2 separate regions of the Rattus norvegicus genome follow, and region 2 is linked to region 1. Evidence: chromatin contacts called from public Hi-C data. All regions are on one chromosome and are shown on one strand. Each heading gives the region's core, a stretch centred on a gene start, on an enhancer-like site or on the middle of the called end of the contact. The rest is flanking DNA. Distances are from core to core; before and after follow the strand shown.

Region 1 (7,529 bases), core at 2,189-4,688:
ACTAGGGATCATTTATCTAGCCTAGATAGTCAGAGGTAAATCAAAACTACCCTTGATTTCTTTGGTAGGCGGAGCAGGGGCAGAGGAAGGACTCTGCAGAGAAGACCAGAGGAGCTGTAAAGCCATTTGATTCACTTTAAACTCTTAAGTAGAGAGGCTGTAGGGATGGCTCAGGGGTTAAGAACTCTGACTGGCCTGGCAGAGGAACTGGTTTCAATTCTCAACACCCACGTGACAGCTCACACGTATCTGTAACTCCAGTGCCAGGTGACCCTGTGTCCTCTTTTGTCTTTCAAGGGCACCAATCACATGCTGCACAGATACACACATAGGCAAAACACCCATACACATAAAATAAAAATTGATAGAAAAACAAAAAAAAAACTTAAGTAAAACATGACAACTTGGATTAACAAATAGAAAACTTTGTATGCATGTAAGGACATCTTATGAAAGAAGTTGGGGTGGTTCAAAGGGGGCTGAGGGGAAAGACAAGATCAGTAGAGGAAGGAGTTCCGAAGGAAGAGAAGGCAGGAGGGCAGATGAGGTGGCGCCCTCTGTCGCACTCTCTGCCACATCCACCCCACATCCCACCTCATACCTCACCCAAGACTCACTCGCTGACTTCTTAGCGAAAAATTCCAGACTTCATGGTGGCAGTTTAACAATATAAAATGAGATGGCTTTCCTGTTAACTTCTTAATATTTCATTGTTTTCCCTTGCCTACAGAAGTGGGGTGGTCCCCCCTCCTCCTCCTTCCTTCCCGAAATGCTGCACTTATGACTAAAACCTAACGTGCCCATTTTATCAAGCACCAGTCAGTTAGATGACAGAGAAATCAGATAACACTTGGAGGGGGAAATGGTCTATGTATCTTATAATCACGGTGTAGGGAAATTGTGATATGCTTTTAGAAAATTATTCATCTTCTTGTGAAACTCAGGAAGGTTCTTATTTCTCTCACCCCCCGGACAGGTGACAGTAACCTAAGGATGCACAAGGAATGTCACTCATCGGTGCTGAATTCCCCAGGGTAAACCAGTGACAGAACCAAAGCACAGCGGTAATAGTAAGACAGGGTACAGGTGTCGTCAAAACAGCGTTGTTTCAACCAATGAAGAAGTATATACACAGTGGGGGACCTCTGAGACTGTATTGAAATCGGGAAACTCTTGGAGCTTCATGACATTAATGTCATAGTAAAATAGACCATGTATTTGTGACCATGGTTATGTGAACTAAACCACCAATCTGGCCCTTATGTAAAGGTTCACCCTAAAAACTATATACATACACAGTACTTGATAATGATGATGTCTGTCATTTCAGGGAAGTCATGACAGGAACTCACACAGCTAACCACATCACAGCCACAGCTGAAGACAGACTGGATCTCACCCACACAGGCTACCTGCTTAATTGTGCCCAGACAGCTTTTTTTTCACTACTCATCAGTTCAGTGCTAAGCCTATGAAATTGTCCCAACTGGTGTTCAGGGCGGACCTTCCCACCTCTGTTAATAATCAAAAACAAATCCCCTACAGATATGGCCACAGGCTGGTCTAGATAATTCCTCATTAAGACCCTCTTCCCAGGTGATCCTAGGTTTAAGCAGATAGTTAAAACTGATCAGCCTGGTTTATCATATTGGGGTTGGGGGAGCTTACTGTAAACATGGTGTATTACTCTTCAGTGGACCTTTTCACCCTGTGTTTATGCTTACAGTATGTGTTGATAGCATCGTTCTCTGGTGCTTGATTTAAGCTCATGCTTTGTTCATCCTGGACCCTAAATATAAAAAAAATCCACTGCTGATGTGACTAGCAAGAGGTCACATGGAGTAATTGACCTGGAAATGAAATTTTAAGTGATTAAGGACTATGGAGGTGAAAAATCGATGGCGGTTATTGCTCTCCAATCAAGCATGCCCCAGCTCGAAGCTACGGTCTTGAAAAATGTGTACAAGGGGATCGAAGCTGCTTAAGGATCTGATTTGTGGAAGTCGCTAGAAGGTGGCAATGGAATCCTAGCACTTGGGAGACAGAGACAAAAGGACCAGAAGTGTAGCGTCATCCTTGGCGACATGGGGAGTTAAAAGCCAACCCGCACTCTCTGAACTTCTATTTCCAAAAACTAAAAACTACCTAGATGAGGCTGGGTAAGATTTGGAGGAACCTCCAATGGCCTGGATCAAAGACCAGACAGAACTACAATGTATCCAAGCAGCAAGACAATGGGGACCATTTGCTGGACCCGCCCACAAGGTTGAGGTTCCAGGTGGTTTGAGCTAATCAAGGAGTGTTATTTTGTTACTCGATGTCAGAACAAGCAGTGGGTCTCCCAGGGCTGATGGCTCTTAGATACTCTGTGGAAGCTGACTGCCGGAGGGAGCTACTTGTAGAATAAGATCTTTAGTATGGATAGTATCTCCCTGTTCTGGAAATGGAGACCCGGAAAGCAGTCCCATCCGTAGGGAGGTAGAATTGGTGATCACTTTAAAGCTTTTAGACAAGGCAAGAGTCTTCTTTAAAAGCAGTGTTGATACAGGGCTGTAAATCGAGGCCCTTTTGCCACCTGGCATGATGGCATGGTGGCATGGTGAGGACCCCAGGACCTCCCAGCATGGCCTTCCAGTGTGTCAATATGCACCCTACTGGTGGCCTGCAGGAACAGAGAGAGGGCAAAGACAGTCCAACTCTGCTCCCTGGTGTCCCGCCAACTCCTTATGCCAGACCAAGAAGACCGTTTGGAAAATGGTTTTTGATGCTTTGCTTGTGTAGGTGCGTGTACACAAGTTGACTCAATGATGTCCCGATGACACATTTCAAACCTGGTAACATGTGACCATACTCCGGACCTGTACCAGGCACTAGTCCAAGTACTTTGTGTCTATCCACACCTGTGAGGTGGGGTCTATCCGTCCCATTTTCTATGTGAGTAAACTGAGGTTCAGAGGGTTTAAGTCATGACTAATCGATGTCAGATCATCAGGAGTCCAGCTGCACATGCTCCTGAATATAGCCTTTTGATCATGGTGCCTTGCCTTTGAAGTTTGCCAGTAGGTCTAAACGCTACTTTAGAAACTGCTGATGGCATGTGCGAGCTTGCTTTTAGAGGGTTGGCAGCCAGAATCTCAACTCATCCACACTGTGCTAGCTTGCTTCCCAGCATCTGCACACACCCCTGAATGTTTATAACTGACACAGCCACTTGAATCAGTCACTGTCAACTCCCATCCGCATTCTGCCCCAAAATGCCCACATGACACCATGCTAGGCTCTCAGCCATGCAGGGCGCACATTATCTACGATTTCTTCTCTTCCCACCCGCCTGCCGCATTTGTCCGATCCCCTAACTTACTGTTTCATAGGGCTGCTGTGGGCTCATGAAGTCTCTCAAGTAGGATCTGATTGCTGCCTCTACCTTAAGCTTGGCCCATTTGCAAAAGCCAGTGCTGTTTTTAGTACAGTGCCCAGCTCAGAAAGTCCCCGAGGATCAGAGAAGCGGCTTGTTCATGGAAATCTTTCTCCATACATCACCGATCTGAGGCATAATCTGTAATTGCGTACATACAATGCACTCAGTGGTCACATGTTCCCCCTCCCACTTCTGGGAAACTAGAGCTGGGAAAAAAATATTCAGAACCTTAACTGGGCTCTTGCTGGTGAAGCAGAAGATTTCAGGTGAGCAGTGGATTCGCAGAGTGGATGCAGTGACCTTTGTGATTTGCAGTGTTTTCATTCTGCAGCTTGCACGGCAGGGACCCTGACTTCAGAAGCTCTGATGGCCTGAGGCTGTGTTGGAGAGAAAAAGAAATAAAGACAGCCTGCCCTACTTCCAGCTTGTCTAGTAATCTCCCTGTGCAGCTGGGAACCTGAACCGGGCAAGACTGTGTGGATGAGCGACCTCTAGTGGCTGTGATTGGGAAGTGCTCCCCGGCTTTGAAGACTGCTCTTGAAGGCTGTAAGACAGGTTTGTGTCCATCCTCGGCTGCGCCGCAGGAAGATTTAGATGAGATATAAACATACAAATGTAAGGAGCTTATCCTTCAGGCCGAGGAAGTCAGAAGAACACACGGCTTCTCTACTGAGTTGATTGCGTAGGAACTTCCTAGGAGGCAAAGTAGGTAACTCAGGAAGCTGAGCCCAGAGGGACAAAGGAACTTTAGAGAACTGTCCGGTGGAAGGCCATCTTTGGATAGGAGAATAGCCCAAAGCAGGCAGGAGAGGGAAAGAATTCCTGATGCGTGCAAAAGGGATTTCAAGGGAAAAGGATCAAGTCTGAGTAATATTGGGTTGCCTGTAAAGTAGGCCTGAGCTGGGAAAACAGTTCAGTCTGGTGTGTGTGTGTGTGTGTGTGTGTGTGTGTGTGTGTGTCTGTCTGTCTGTCTGTCTGTCTGTCTGTCTGTCTGCCTGCCTGCTTGTCTGCTGTCTGTCTACCTGTGTGTGTCTGTATATCTGTGTACCTGTGTGTGTCTCTTTGTGCTTGTGTGTGTGAATGTGTGTATCTGTGTGTGAGTGTATATGTTTCTCTGTGTGTGTGCATGTGTGTGTGTGTGTGGCTGTGTCTGTATCTCTATGTCCCTGTGTGGGTCTCTATGTGTCTTTAAGTGTGTCTGTGTGTGTGCCTGTGTGTCTCTGTGTGTGTGTTGTGTCTCTGTGTGTGTCTGTGTGTGTAGGTGTATCTGCATGTGTGCCTGTGTATGTCTGTGTGTGTGTGTGTTTGTGTGTGTGTCTTTAAGTGTGTCTGTCTGTGTTTGGGTCTGTGTATGTGTTTTTATGTGTCTGTATGTCTGTGTCTGTCTGAGTCTTTAAGTGTGCCTGTGTGTCTGTATGTCTGTGTCTGTGTGATCTGTGTATCTTTAAGTGTGTCTCTGTGTCTGTGAGTCTGTGTCTGTGTGTGTCGTTAAGGATGTCTGTGTGCGCACCTGTGTGTGTCTCTGTGTGTATCTGTGTATGTGTCTCTGTGTGTCTGTGTGAGTCTTTAAGTGTGCCTGTATATCTGTGTGCCTATGTGTCTGTGTGTGTGCCTGTGTGTGTCTCTGTCTGTGTCTGTGTATGTGCCTGTGACTGTGTGTGTATGTGTATGTATCCGTGTGAGTATTCACACACACACACACACACACACACGCTCAGTAGCGTGCTTATGAAGATCAGAAGATAAGAGTTGGTTCTCTTAGCCCTGCAGTGAGTCCAATAATTAAACTTGGGTCATCAGGCTTGGTAACAAGAACCTTAGCCCCCAGAGCCACCTCACTTGTCGACTTGGGCTCCTGGTGATATACCCTTCTTGGACCACCCCTGCGAAAAACTATCTCATCTCCCAGCCTGGGCAACTCCTTTGCCCCAAATGTACGTGTGGCACATTTTGTTCCAATGACAAAAACACCAGGGTCTGTGAGCTCAACCCCACCAGGGCTGAATAGTTAACACAGGTGAGTGAAATAGACAGCAAGGAAGACTCTGGCATTCCAATGCTGCTAATTTTAATTTTCAGCTTTTAGTCACATTGGCCAGCCTAGAGTAGTGAGTACAGGTGGAAAGAGTAGAGGTTATGAAGTCAAAAGGAGAATTAAAGCCTGTGGAGGCAGGGGAGTCCCTGAAATAATCCAAGAGTAAGACAAGAATGAAACCCAGTTCAGTGCGACTCAGTATCCACCACTGGCTCAAGCTCTGAGAGTCTCACTTCAGTTCATTTATTTAAGCACTGCACAATTTGGGGAGAGGAGAGGGTTCTGATGACAATTAACCCAGTCCTAAGTGTACAACAAATTTAAGGCAAATTGAGATTCTTTACAAAGTGCATCTGGCTTCTTTCTCAAAGATGGGTATCGTTGACTCAGAGATGGTGCCCAAGATTCAGGGTCTAGGGAGAATCACTGAGTTTTACATAATGCTCATGGGTGTCAGGATTGAACTGGCCCTACGATAACACAGAAGCCACTTAGGCTGTTGTAAAGCACAAGCAACATCACTCATAAGAATGACTTTTATGCCCTGGAAGCAACGCTCAAGATTTAGGGGGAAATGGGTCTGGCATAGCAAAACATGAACTCTAGGGACTATGGGTAAAGCCTGAAACAACAGATACCGAATGGTCTGCATGTGGTAAACTACGATCTTTTCTCCTAGCGTTCTGGGAGAACAGCTAAGCAACTTCTTCCTTTAAAGAGCTAAACTGCCCGTTTAACTTTTCCAGCTTCTCCGGTGCTTATCTGTATGCGGCATTTTTGCCCTTCTGCAAAAAAAAAAAAAAAAAAAAAAATGCCCGTCCAGTAGTCAGCAGTTCTGGGGGATTTTTATAATCAAGAGCACAGATCTGGGCTGGTGAGGGGCTGGGTCCACACAGGTGCTTGTGGCCAAGGCTGATGATCTGAGTTCGATTCCTGGAACCCACTTGGTAGAAGGAGATAGCTAACTCCAGAGAGTTGTCGTTTGACTTCCTCACAAATGCCATGGCACATGTCCGCCCACATACATACATGCTCCCCACAAACAAACAAACAAATAAAGGTGATATTATTTTAAAAAAATAATAAGGAACCCAGATGTGCTGCCAAATAACCCCTGTCTTACCAGCAGTATAATCTCATGTGAAATCTCTCCATGTTGAAAGAATGTTCAATCATCTTTCAAATAAAACATCCTGTGTCTCCAGTGAAATATTTGGCCTTATATCCCTACTTTATGAACTGAGGTGCACGTTAACCAAGTTTAGCTTGAGTCTCTGGCTTGAGAAACCTTTTCTGACAATTCTTATGGTCCGAGGACACCTCCCGGCTTTGGTTTCCGTAGGCATCTCTTTTGTTTGTTTGTTTTTATGTGTGTGGGTGTCTTGCGTGCATTTATATCTGCACACCACATGTGTGAGTGATGCCAGTGGAGGCCAGAGCAGGGTAGATTTACAGCTAGATGGTTGCGAACTGTAAGGCATGTGAAGGGAATCGGGCCAAGAGTCCTTTGGAAGTACAGCCAGTGCTCCTAACTGCTGAGCCATCTCTCCAGCCTCTTTTTTTTTTTCTTTTTATGAGAATGGTCTATGAAAATGTGTTGTGTAATGGCCACTCTGGGAAAAGCCCAGGAACCTTTGCTCCCACTCTACCATTCCTGTTTAATAAGTAGGGGTTTATTATTCTCATCAGTGTAATCCTCAATCTAATGAAGGTCCGTTGGACTTGGATGTTCTAATTCCTGACGTAGCACCTCACTCTAGAACTCTGCAATTCTTATTTCCCCCTATGTGAGAAGATTCAGGCTCACCTATCCTCTGTCTGCTTTGATTGAACTCGTCTATGTGCTAGCATCCTGTGAGCCTCCAGGGCAGACACGGGACCACCACCATTGAGCTAAGTTGCACAGCAGAACGAACCAGTCACTTTTGCAACAACAGTCATGTCAGACCATCAGGCCTCGTTCCAATGATCCCAGAGATGGTCACGGAGGCAGACAGTTCTAAGATGGTGGGTTGCCTGAAAAGCACTGGTGTAGGCAGCGGCAGGCTTGTGAAACTTGGGCAGTTGCAAGCTAAA
Region 2 (7,529 bases), core at 3,039-5,538, 200 kb before region 1:
TTAGCCACAAATAAAGCTGTTCTCTATCTGTTGCAGAATAGAATCGAGGCCCTCCAAGGTGTGTATAAAACTTAAAACGTCTGTCTTCTTAGTTTAGATCCTGGTTTCACATGAACTTACCTCTCAGAAATAATAGCTTGTTTTAACCACAATGATACCTTACTGGAACAGGCCACAATAACGTACCCACCACATAAACTCAGTAACCAGGGGAAACTCATAAACCCCCTGGGAGGAAAATTGGGCAACTTTTTCAGTCTTGGCACTAGAGAGGTGAGAGATTCATGTTTGTGGGAGAGGTGTTTCTCTAGTTGTCTTTCCCTCTCTTCTCGTTTAACCAATTTAGCTGCTTGGCCTTAAAACTATAAACTGACGGGCAGGGTCACAACTAAATCATGTCACATTCAAAGTTCCTAAAACATTCCCCTTCATCTGGACTGTCTGAACACTGTTGGGCTCCAGCAACTAAAGCTGCCATTTTGTTATCTCTTCGGTCATAATATAATCTTTCTGGCCTCAGTAGGCTTAAGGTAGTGCCCAAATGTAAACACTGGACTGCAGTGCTCTAGATGTTCATTAAATTATACCCTAAGGTACTGTACAAACTGTTTACTGTGCAAAGTTCTGTGCATTAAGCTGGCTTGTATCCTCTCTAACTTAGCTGCAAAAACAAAACAAAAAAAAACAAAAACAAAAACAAAAAAAACTTTCAATTACTTCTGAAGATCATCAAAGGTCAGGAGCAACAGATCCAAATTAAGGAAGATAATATTCAGAATGCCTGCCTACTGTCAGTATCCATTTTTTATAATGGAGACCGTCAAGTTTTAAAACGTAACAGTGGGGATAGGCTTTCCAAATAAACCATCTCCTTTCCGTAAACCATCTAGAAAGCCAGCCAGCACTGTCAGCAATTTTGACTATAAAGCAGGGGTTGTGCTCTTCTCTCACACTTGAAAGGGTTAAGTGCCTGCAAGGCCAAAGGCTCTAGACTGCAAAAGAAATGTTGCTTTAGTCAGCTCTGAAAGGTTTCTAGCAAGTATCAAATACTTGTTGATCTGCTCACAATAAACACCAGCAGGATTGTCCGGCTCCTTTCTCTGTCTGGGGAGAGGCATTTACATATTGTACCCAGTAGGAACAGCGTGTTGGTTTCCTTTAGAAAAGCTAAGTAGCTAGGAGCCTCATTCAGTGTCTCCCGTTCAGATGACTTGAAAGAAGATGCAATTGAAACAGTGAAGTCTCTCCCCTCGGATTCGGGCAGTTCAAATACCGTGCATAAAACACTTGGAGTAGTTCAGGCAAACCCACCTGAATGGGCCAAGGAACACTGTCTGTTGCCATGGCAGCCTGATCTAATTACATGAGTGATCTGGGCTGGAGTAAGTGTACAGAAAACTAACACCACAGACAGTATCTATGATGAGAGAGGCAGGCGGGCAGGAGGTTTCTCAGCCTCGGCTTTATGTGGAAGGTGGCATTCAAGCCCACTTATTTGCAAAGCTGCTAAAATATTGACTGATGCGTGGCCAGTTAGAGGACAATCAGAGGAGATTAAATGCCACAGTTAAGCTGTTATGGTGCAATCCCTTTCCAAGAGGGCTTGTGCATGTTTTTCCTCTCTCTGGTGGCTACCTCTAGCTTCCGCTGGCATAAGCTTCATTCAAAAATAAAATAAAAATAAAAATAAAACCCTCGGCTATCAAACTGTCTCAGCTACCCACCCACCATCAATAAACCAGAGGTTTAGGCTTAACGAGGGCTTCTAGGAATGACAGGGCTCTTCAAAAAGCCACACAGAAATGGTTTAGCAAACACTCTTGCAAAAAGTAACCAGCTGTACCTAAAAATACCCAGCCTGTAACTACCTTGTTGCCTACGATCTATAGCAATGCTGTTTAAATATTAAGAAGAGCTCGCATTATAAAACAGAAATGTCACTGAGATGACACCACTAGATTGCTACAGGGAAACATAGGACATACACACATTCCCCTGCATGCCAGGCAGGATGTGAGGTGAGAGCTCTAAAGCATTACTTTTTCTTCTGTAGGTGGTGTGGGGTCTTCTAATTTTACTAATTGTATCCTGTGACTCTCTCTCTGACAAACTAAGAAATCTCTTCGGGGACAGAACCAGTTTGGAGGAGTTCCTACTGCACAACATACGGTAAACAAAATAAAAATAGCTTGCCTTTCTTGTTAGCCACATAGCGCATTATATAACCAGCTTCCGACTGGCTCTTTTTTTTTCCGCCCTTACTACTCTTCAACAATTTCCCAACCTTCCCAAGTATTTATATTACCCTCTTATCTGTAGGATTATACAGCAAGAAAGCAAAAACAAAACAGGACAGCCACGGGATCGAACTAAACCCTTTCGTCTTAGAACCCTGATTCTCCCACCCCGCCCCCCACCCCCACCCGGCGCCCCTGGTAGAGTCTAGACCAGCACCCTACTTCCACCCCCCACCACTAAGGTCCTTGCTCAATCTCTCTAGAAAACCTGAATTGTTTCACCGCTTGCAGTCAGCTCTCTACGTGGTCTGAAATAAAATGAAAGCTCACAAGCCACAGAGTTGAAGGAGGTGGCTAAAGAGAGGTCGAAGGGCTGCAGAGTCAGCTAAGGGACCACTGTGGACCCCACTCCCCATCGCGATGGTCCTGGCCCCCCGCCCGGCGCGCGAACACACGCGCACGCACACACACACACACACACACACACACACACACACACACACACACACACACACACGCACCTACACACTCACACGCACTTACTCCCTGCTCTCCGACCCCGCCTCACCTCTCGCTCCGCCCGTCCGGCCCCTTCCCTACCCCCTGCGGGACTGGCCTGCGCGCTCGGCTGCAACCACGTAGGAGGCGGCGGCGGCGGCGGCAGCCCGGGCAGTGGCGGCGTCTCGGGCCCCGAGTGAACGAGCCGCGGGGCTCCGGGGCACATCCCAATCCCCGCAGCGCCTCCTCCGCCGCCGCCTCCTCCTTCCCCTCCTCCCGTCTTCATTCACCCTCCCTGCCGCCGCGCAGGAGAGCAGTCCCGGCGCAGGGCAGCGCCCGCAGCTCCTCCGCTACTGCCGCGGGCGCCGGCAGGGACGCCGGGCCGAGCTGGGGCGCTCGCGGGCTCCCGGCTCCCGGCTCCCGGCTCCAGCTCCGGTGGCGGCGGCTGCCGCTGCTGCTGCTGCTGCTTTGGATCAGGAAGCGGCCGCACCAACAGGGCGGCGGTGGCGGCTGCAGCTAGGGCCGGTCCCTGTCGCCTCTCCCACTGCGCTGCGATGGCCCGCGTGCCCTTGCCCCCTGAGCCGCCACCTCTCCGCGCCCCCGAGCCTCCTGCAAGTCCCCTCTAGGTCCCCTCCTGGCCCCGAGACGCTGGCCTGGGCGGGGAGACCCCAAGCTCGGGGTTGCCTCTCTCAAGCTAGGCGACCCCGGGCGGGGAAGCCCAGCCCTCCCTCGAGCCCCCGCAGCGCTCGCCGCCCCCACTCGGGAGGGGGGCTGTTGAGGAGTGAAGAGGGCAGCGCGACCCTCCGCGGCTGCCGCCTCCCCCTACGCCACACGGAAGGAGGAGGACGGGGCTCTATGCGCTCGCCGCCGCCGGACCAGCAGCAGCCGGAGCGGGGCGCCGCCGTTCTCCCCACCCGCGCCCCCCGCCCGGGCGCGCCCCCTCTCCTGGCGGCCGCCCACCCAGCCCCTAGCTGCTCCCCTTGCTAGCCGCTCCTGCTCCCAGTGGGGGTCCCGAGCCGGGAGGCAGGAGCCGGGCACTGGTGTATGTACACAGTCACACATACACTCGCGCGCGCCTGCACACACACCACACACACACACACACACACACACACACACACACACACACACACACACACACACACACACCACGACGCGTCGGTTTCCTTCGCTCCTCTTCCAGCTGTTTTCCGTGCAGCCCATTGAGACTGGGGGAGGGGGGTTTTATGCTGGATGTTTCTTTGGCCCCCTCTCCGGAGAGAGCGGATTGGGGTGCGGGAGGAGGTGATTTTAATCTAAATCGGGGGGAGGGGGAGGGGGGAGAGAAAGAATCAGAGGAGGAAAAAAAATAGCCACTTACTGTAAAGTGTAAATGGATCTGGGGTTGCGTGGGGAAGGGGGAACAGAGGGAGAGACACAGTGTCCTGCGGCTGTTGTAGCTCTAGCTGCGGCTCCACGGGGCTTGTTTTGGATCCCCCTGCAGTGAAACAGGTCCTGTACGGCTCCTCCACTGTAGTAGAAATGATGTCTGCGGTATACTCTGCTCTCTCCTCCTCCTCCTCCTCCCCCCTCCCCTCCCTCCTCCCTCCGCCCGCCCTCCCTCCCTCGCGCTCTCTCTCGCGCTCGCTCGCTCGCTCCAGTATGTAAATGTGTAATAGAAGCCAAATATGGAGCAGTTGGCTGCCGCCGCCGCAGCTCAAGGATCCGACTTCATGGGGGGGGGGGGGGGGAGAGGCACCCTCTGGCAGGCGGCCCGGCGAGCCGCACAGAGCACGGCGAGCGCACGGCGCGGCTGCCGGCCCGCGCCCTTAACCCTTCTATGCACCCGGGCTGGGGCAGCGCTCGCTCCAGGGGAGGCCGGGTGTCTCTCCGCAACTGCGACTCCAGATCCCGGACACCGACCGGAGGGAACTGTGCCTTCCAGGTTTGAGAAAGGGGCGGGGAAGTTGGGGCGATGAGGTCATTGGAGTGGTGACCGATCGGTGCTCGCGCGCCTCCCCGGCTCCCTGCAACCTAGTTGGAGGGGGACAGGGTGAGTGCAGGGTGCAACTCAGGCAACCTGGGAGACTCAGAGCAACGGGTGTCAGGCTTTGACTCCCACCTGGTAAAATACCCAAGGGGGCGGGGAAGTCGGCTGATTCTAATTACGAAGCACCCAGGGTGCCCCTGGTGAGCATCTAAGAGGACTCTTTGTATCCCCGCGGTTAACTAGCCAGCCCGCCAGTCCTGAGCCACCCGATGCTAGGCCGGTGCCTTCTGCCTTGGCTTGCAACTCCGGAAAGTTCTCAGGCTTCCCCAGCTTGCACCGGCACCCTCACCTTTCCTGCCTGGACAAGCTGGCGACCTCCTGGGCCTCCTTTCAAATTCTGCTGGTCTAGAAATCTGCTATGAGCATCGAACGTCTCAGCTCTAGCCCTGGTAACCGAACTGCTGCTCACTCCTCACAGCTAACTGTGGACCATTCATCTCATCTCAAGTGAGGTAACCCGTGCACTGAGCAGTGGATGGTGGTTCTCGGGAATCCAAGGCGAAAGAACTTCCCACCTTGGCCCGGTGGCTAAACGCAGACGCGGAGTCCCCACCCGCCCCCTCCGGCTACACCTCAGCCGGGTGTGAGCTCCGTGGGAAGGAATCTTCTCCGGAGGAGTGCACCTTGCCAACAGGTGTGGCATCCGAAGGAAGAGCCCGCACCTCCCCAGGAGGGTCGCTCGGTGTGGCGATCTCTTTGCTGCAGATAATTCTTGAAGACCAGTAGGTGTCAGGCCAGCATCTGACCTCTTTCAGGTGCTTAAAACTAAGAGTCTGGAAACTTGATCCCTTGGTCTCGCTGGAAGCCACTACTATTGACTGTAGCTGGATTTGAGAGACCTTTTGGCTCAGTTTACGTAGGACCTAACAGTTAGTCACTATCTGAAGCAGCGTACAGAGTCACCGAGAGAAACGTGTGAGCTTTTAAACTACTGTATTGTGGAGCCCGCACTTCAGAAGTTAAAAAAGAAATGCCGTGTGTGTGTGTGTGTGTGTGTGTGTGTGTGTGTGTGTGTGTGTGTGTGTGTGTGTGTAGGATACAAATCTATTCTCAGGTTTTGAAACACCGTGCACACATCCACGGTTGTTTAAATAGAACTACAACTGTTCTCTTCCCCCTCCCCGCCCCCACCGCCCCTCTCCCCCGTAACTGTGTTGTTCACTTAAAGATCCATGATTGTTAGACTTCATATGCTAAAGTGACATTACTGGTCTCCTTACAGCCTCTAGTGGACGGTTAAAGTGAGTTTCCTGTGGAGGCTCTGTCTAGTTTTGTTTTCCCTTCTGCACTTTCTCCAGGTGAAGGTTAATAGTTCAGAGCTTAACTGACTGCTATCTTTCACTCCCTCTTGGTAAAGCTGTCTTTGAAACTGAACAGAAGCTTGTTGGCTGCGTGTGGAAGAGAGGCGTCTGCTTTGTGCTACAGGTATTGTTTCTGCTGGCCTGTGAAATCGACAAAGCTTCTGTTAATTCGCTTCAGTTGCAGACAGCTTTCATAAAAAAAATAAATTTAATCTAAAATATTTTTATAACAGAAAATATTGGTTGCCATGTTTTTGGCGTAACTGAGATGTTTTTATTCCAGCTCATAATTTGCAAACTGTCCAATCCACCTCCACTCTATTTTTAGACATCTTAGATTTAGAAAATTTTCAAGGGAAATAACTAATATTGTAATTATTACGTTGATGCAAGCGGTTAATTTGCGTTATTTTAACAACCTTAAACATATTAAAACACATAATTCATATTAGACTTAGTCAATTAATTTAAATGTTCCCTGAAGAAAGCTAAATATGTACATAATCCACACAGTAAAAATAATTAATAAGAAATGTGTTGTTTACTTTCCTAGCCATTAAGATTAAAGCCATAAACTGTCACACACACACACACACACACACACACACACACACACACTACCTACAGTTATTGCTTCCTGCAAGGTCCAACAGAGACATAATAATCATGAAGCAATTTCATTACTTGAATACTGAGCTGTTTTGTTTCCCGAAGACAAAATGTCAAATACATCATCCCAGAAGTAACAAGAGCGGTTCTTTAAAAGCAAAAGTTCTTGTGTGAATAAAACCTCGATGGAAAGAGAACAGGGTTTTCAAGGTGGCAGGTGTGTAGCACCAGCTCTTAAACCCAAATCTGAAATTATATTTGTACAACTATCAGTCAAGCTGTGTAGTGAAGTAAAACTGAGGAAGAGGCCCCCCTGTGCTTTACTCTTAATCGGTGTTACATATATTTTAATGTAAAAAGAAATTTTAGTACCTTCTATTTATTTTTAAAGATATATATCTTAAATACATTAACACATAAGATATATTAATATATTAATATATTTTAAAATAAATAGAAAATACATAGAAGGTACCAATCTCTCTCTCTCTCTCTCTCTCTCTCTCTCTCTATCTCTCTCTCCCTCTCCCTCTCCCTCTCCCTCTTCCTCTATCTCTCCCACCCCTCTCTCTCTTATCACTTTCTGATTATTCCTTTCCTCTTATCACTTTCTGATTATTCCTTTGAGACAAGGTCTCTACCTGAACTTAAGGGTCCTATTTTCTAGACTAAGCCGGAAATCAACAAACCTAGTCTTTACCTCCTGTCTCTTCCCCCTCCAAGTTGAGGCTACAGGTATGTGGGATGCCCCACACTCCCCCCCACCCCCGTCCTACAACAAGTGCTCTCAAGTCTCAAGCCATGTCTCTACCCCACCTTCTCTGTTTTACTGGTCTTATCCTGTCTGCTCTTGAA

The links. A called contact is a pair of places that touch in the nucleus more often than the background predicts.
Region 2: a Hi-C map of the Rat2 cell line shows a contact between it and region 1, with 3 times the contacts expected there. The contact joins the promoter of Atxn1 here to the enhancer-like site in region 1. A contact is called at or near these places in 9 of 12 Hi-C or Micro-C datasets (the A7r5 cell line, the Rat2 cell line, Schwann cells and 5 more) and 1 of 1 datasets of contacts at active chromatin or transcription factors (oligodendrocytes).

Annotation. Positions count from the first base shown.
Region 1 is chr17:18,738,325-18,745,853 of GRCr8, reverse strand. It overlaps LOC108348532 (a long non-coding RNA gene), which reads left to right. Exons shown (of 4, transcript XR_001841837.3): 4 at 977-2,422. Among named protein-coding and RNA genes, the nearest start is that of Stmnd1, 120 kb to the right of the region's middle. Within about 2 kb of position 3,438, at least 10 of the 93 cell types and tissues checked have an H3K27ac peak or open chromatin away from gene starts, as enhancers often do.
Region 2 is chr17:18,940,528-18,948,056 of GRCr8, reverse strand. It overlaps Atxn1 (ataxin 1), which reads right to left and starts at 4,288. Exons shown (of 9, transcript NM_012726.3): 1 at 4,096-4,288.